Regions from separate parts of the Rattus norvegicus genome. Here region 2 is linked to region 1. Evidence: chromatin contacts called from public Hi-C data. All regions are on one chromosome and are shown on one strand. The core of a region is the stretch at or near the end of the contact, and the rest is flanking DNA. Distances in the headings are between cores, read along the strand shown.

Evidence for each region. Hi-C and Micro-C count contacts between places; a contact is called where the count stands out from the background.
Region 2: a contact with region 1 is called in a Hi-C map of Schwann cells, with 8 times the contacts expected there. The contact joins two enhancer-like sites. A contact is called at or near these places in 6 of 12 Hi-C or Micro-C datasets (the A7r5 cell line, the Rat2 cell line, Schwann cells and 3 more).

What each region holds. Positions count from the first base shown.
Region 1 is chr18:65,554,817-65,557,516 of GRCr8, reverse strand. Tcf4 (transcription factor 4) reads right to left here. Exons shown (of 19, transcript NM_053369.2): 17 at 476-705. Among named protein-coding and RNA genes, the nearest start is that of Ccdc68, 260 kb to the left of the region's middle. Within about 2 kb of position 1,381, at least 13 of the 93 cell types and tissues checked have an H3K27ac peak or open chromatin away from gene starts, as enhancers often do.
Region 2 is chr18:65,676,144-65,678,843 of GRCr8, reverse strand. No RefSeq gene overlaps it. Among named protein-coding and RNA genes, the nearest start is that of Ccdc68, 140 kb to the left of the region's middle. Within about 2 kb of position 1,288, at least 16 of the 93 cell types and tissues checked have an H3K27ac peak or open chromatin away from gene starts, as enhancers often do.

The DNA.
Region 1 (2,700 bases), core at 132-2,631:
GGCTCATCAGGAGTGATTACTGTGCACGTACTGAGAACCTGAGTTCAGTTACCAAACACCCACAGTAAAAAGTCAGGTGTGGTGGCGAGCTGGCAAGAGAGACAGGCAGATCCTTGGTACTCACTGGCTAGCCAGCTCTAGTCTAAAGGGAAAGCCTCAAGTTCCAGTGAGAGGCCATGTCTCAAGAAAGGAGATGGATAACTCTAAAGGAATGATGTCCCAGGCTAATTAACCTCTTTGGTCTACACACACACACACACACACGCACACACGCACGAATGCACGCATGCACACACAAGAATGGGATGGAAATAGGTTGGTAAATCCCGTCTCATGACTGAGAACACAGACGGAAAAGCTGTAGTACAGCACCAGTTAGAAGGACCTTCTACAACTTAATTACAGGAGACGGATTTTGATACAGTCCCACACCCAGGCAATTCTTTGGAGGGTGCCTGAGCATCTACGCGCTGACCTCGCACTTGCTGCTCCAGGCTGAGGATGACAGCCACTGCCTGGTGGAGAATCAGGAGCTTGGTCTGGGGCTTGTCGCTCTTCAGGTGGAGCTGTACCATGCGGCCCAGCTCCTTGAAAGCCTCGTTGATATCACGGACCCTCAGGCGCTCACGGGCGTTATTGGCCATCCTCCGCTCCTTCTCACGCTCGGCCTTCTGCTCCGGGGTCAGGTCCTCATCATCGTTATTGCTGTAACACAAGACGGATGAGACCTTTACTCACGGTGTTGGGAGATGATGTGACGGAATCTGTATTACATTTCCTTTGACACTTGTCATATTCATCCTTTGACTTTCGTCTGACCCAGGAGTTGGTTTAGAAAAGAGCTCACACGAAACTTTTGGTTGCTCCCCAGAATTTTACCGGAATCAAACAGGAGAGGATGAACTGGACATAGAGGGAGAATGAAGACCGCAAGCTCAGTCTTAATGCAGACAGTGACCCAGGCTTAGCTTATACTTATACAAACACTGACAGATGGCTTAAACTGTCTTTAAATGTTTTTCATGCTGTGACATTTGCAACCTATGAAAAACAAGTGGTTGACAATCAGATTTTGGTAGATCACAGTCAATACAAGCTAGGTTAACAGGAGTATGAAATAGAAATATCAGAGAGCAGACTGTCCAGTCCACCAACCTTGTCTGAGTCTTGAGAAGATTTCCTGTACACATTGAATAAAGAGTTGGGAAACAAACAGACATGATTTCTGTGGTCTTTCATATTATGGCTTGAAATCTCCAAAAGAAGCCGAGGAAACCTGATTGGTAGCAGCTATGTAACATGATACAGGCCCAGATACCCCCTCTTAGAGCTGACCGTGATCTCTGTGAGTCACAGAGGAAGCAGAGCAGGATTCGCTGTTAGCACTAAAATATTCTATGATTCATCGCAAAAGCACGGGCTCGGTGTGCATAAGGTCTGACCGTCTCTGATGGTCATGGTGACCCTCTGAGACTCTCTGCAGTGGAGGGTGAACAGAGGGGCGGATGAGCCATCTGGAGAACAGATCATTCATGGATGGATTCATGGGGCCAGGGGTTCAAACATTTAGAGGGCTATTATAAGGAAAAGAAAGTTTAGAGGAGATTTAAAAAAATAAAATCTTATGAAAGACAACATGTAAATAAAAAACTCTAGACAAGATACCATGAGGGAAAATCTTTTCTGGATTCTGGACTTGAGAAACGTTAGGGAAATAAAAAGGAAATATCGCATGTGCATGCGTGTACACACACACACACACACACACACACACACACAGAGACAGAGACAGAGAGACAGAGAGAGACAGAGAGAGAAAGACAGAGAGAAGGGAGGTGACTACTTTGAGGACAAGCCACTGGGTACAGGATATGAAAAGAGGCTGAAAATCCGCTAGGCCCTAATTGTTCAGAGTCAAGATGATGAATCATCCTACTTAGAACTGAGGATGTGGAAGACTCGTTTTCACTGTGCATGTAATGAATGCTGACTTCAAAGGTATGGGTACAGCCTTCCTGTGCCATCTGCCCTGAACCCACGAAGCCCTATGCAATGTCCATGCCTGTGTTAGGAAATGCTTTCTCTGTTTCTTTCTACTCTTGGGTTTTTACAACAGGGTTGTCCACTCATTTAGAGCAGTTTGTTGTTTGTTTTTGGTTGTTGGTACACGGAGAGTGTCAGGGACCTGGGTTCACTCTTCTGTATATGGTTTTCCAGTTTTCCCAACACAGGGAAGAAGAAACAGGCACACCGCCAGATACCAGAAAGAAGGGAGGGAGAGGAGAGTGCGCAAATGCTCAAAGTCTAGGGTGGGCTTGAAGGGAGATGTCATTAAAAGCTGCCACTAAGCACAGTGAGCGAACGGTAATAAGAAAGGGAAGAAAAGCAAGTTCTCAGGTGGCATCCCAATTGTAAGCAGGGACACCTGCCCTGGAGAAGGACCAACCAGGAGGAAATGACAGTGGTCTTCTTGGACTCTGTGAAGCACCTGAGGGATGTGTGGATGCTGGGACAGATGAGGCGTGCTGGGGCGGGAGTGTGGAATACTCCAAGGCTGGAGTAATGACCTCCTAGCCAGCAGTGGGAGACAGCACACCCCATGACAAGGCCCCTCCGTCACTGCTCCCCCTTGTCCCTCTCCCAGAATGTTTGCTGGTGGCAAGGGAATGCGGGCTGCATATATTGCTCCTGCATACCATC
Region 2 (2,700 bases), core at 39-2,538, 120 kb before region 1:
GGATGGCAGTCATCGTCTGTGTGGCTTGCTGGGTTTTTTTTGTTTTGTTTTGTTTTTTTTTTTTGCTTTTGTTTTTTATTTGTTTGTTTGGGGAGGGGGGAATGTCTTTTTCCCCACACACACAGAAAGGGGTTTTCTTTGTGCTCCTCCGGCCCACTCATCCTCTGGTTTTGCAAGGTGAGAGCTGTGTGTTTACTCTATGAGAACGGGGGAGGAGGAATGTCCTTTTAGTTGGGTTCCCACAATCTGCCCACTGTGTCCTGGGATGCCAGTTGCTCTTCTTGTAGAACTGAATAGTTCATGTATAAATGCCTCCCAGCGGTATTCTGGTTCCACATTCCCCCTCCCCAAAGGAAAGCAAATTGAGTAGCACTTGCACCCAGAGAGGGAGCATACAAGTTCAAGGGCCCAGCAAGGGAAATCTGTAGTATTTTAGGTCTGAACAGTAGCTCAGAGTTCACCCAAATCAGTCAAAGTCATTTGGCAGATAAGGAAACTGAGACCCAGGCATCTACCCTAAGGCCACACAGCTTGTTTTAAAAAAAAAAAAAAAAAAAAACACGCCAAAATTGAGACAGGGGTTGCCCTATAAGGCCGGTTTCCATTGCTCCCTGTGTGATTTATAGAAAGTCGTAAATCCACAGCACAAAAACCCTCTGAGGTCTGGGACTGAGCTGGATCCCCCACCCCCACCCCCACCCCGTCTCCCGACCCCTGCCCTGTGCAGAGCCACAGTCCAGTCCAGGCCCGACCACTGTGACTTGACTGTGTATCTCCACCACGAAGTCCTTCTTCTCTGTGAGTAGCTACCAGGAGGGACAGGAAATAACTGGGACCAAGGAGACAGACTGAAGCACTGCATCCCTTCCCTAGACATTTTCTCTGAATTAGAGGGGAAAAAGAAACATTCCAGAACTCTCCAAAGTGAACCCATTAGAGCCTTTTGTTTTGTTTTGTTTTGTTTTCCTCGTTTCTCAAAAACATGGTCCACTTTTTTTCCCCTCAGACCTTTGAGTTCTAGTGCAAAGCCACCAACCCGCCAGCCCCGTCCCCGCGGGTTCACCTATCGCTCCATATTGTTGATTTGCAAACTACACAGATTCTTTCCCTAGACCAGCACAGCTTTCACTGTTTCTTCAGACCCTGAGCCTTTTCCCAATTAAGCCACGGAGCGCTTCTCTCTGGTTAGGATTACAAACACCCCAGTCTTCCTCCTGCTCCAGCAGCCCCTCCCTTCCTCTGACACATGGTTCTTTTGATCTCAACCCCAGACCATCACACAGGCTCCTAATTATTCACGAGCCATAAATCATGGCAGTAATGTGGGCCTTGCTAGGGAAAGGAGTGCCGTTGAGCCATAGATGCCTGGAAAATTGGGTGTGTTTAGTGTTTGTGAAGGAGGGTGGGGGGGGGGGAGGCAGGCAGGAAGGAGGGAGATGTTTTAAATGTTTGTAGAAATAGTTGCTTTGATGTTGAGCCCTCCCCCAGAGGAAGTCGACAGTCTGAAAAGTCCGTCTGTACTTTTTCATATTTACAGAGGTAATGAAATCCACGAGTCCCTTGGAGAGGCAGGTGTAAGCAGGGCCCGTGCCAGCGAACACCCAACCCATTTCCGAGCATATGGGCCAAGACCTGTGAACACCTCCGTGTGCTCTCCACCTCTACCTTTTGGTAATTTAATTTTAGGGACTCATTTCCACCGGCAACCTGAACTCTGCTGTGACCTTATTGAAAGGCACTGCTTCTGGTTCGGTTTGGCAGTATTTCACTAGGGAACACGGGGAACCCTAAATTGTTTGTTTCATTTGGCCTGAGCCAAAATATGCTTAGAGAGTCTGTGAGAAGCCAAGTCATTTCACCAACACTGACCAAAGTTAATCTAATCTGCAGGCACGGGGGCATCTTCTAAATGGGCTTGTGTGCCTAACTGGATGCCAAATTATTCTTTTGCATCCCGAGTGAGAAATATTGAATGAAGGCCACGAATAAACACGGGCATCCTTCCATTAGGAAAGTCTTCCTCAATTACAAACTATTGACAACTTTTTTTCTGTAATTTTTTTTTTATAATAGCCACTCTTACTGGCTATAATAGTCACAGGGAAGACTAAAGTGGAAAAAATTGTAAGCTTCCCCTTTACTTAACAAATATGCACAAAGATCTATTCTGGGCTAACTCTTGCAGCTATGACAGCTGTGAATTCAGGGGAAAATGTTTGATGAATTATTGCTTCAATGGCAGCTCCACAGTGAGCAGTCTAGGCACTGCGGGTCACACAGTCTTTCTCATGATTCCCTAACCCTAACCTTGTCTCTATAACATGAGACAGTCATAAAAAATACATATATGAAAAATTAAGCCTAGTTGAGATTCAGTGAAACTTTACTTTTTAAAACAAAGGAAGTAAGATTTGGACCTTGGACTAGTCCTTGCTAGTCCTCTGTCTAGGCTGAAGTTCAAACTAGCAAAGGGAGAAAGATGTTGAAGAGTGTACAAGGTCGGGGAAGGACAATGTAACCGTCTGAGAGTGCACGTGAAGCTTTAGCAGCAAATGATGTCTGAGCTAAGACTTATTAGCTTGGCAAAATCAATCTCATAGAGGACTAGAAAAGAAGGTCTTAAAGAAGGGGAGAGCATGTGTCAAAATTGGAAAACTGAAAGCACCATGTACCACAGGGTGGGGTACTGGCAGTAGATGG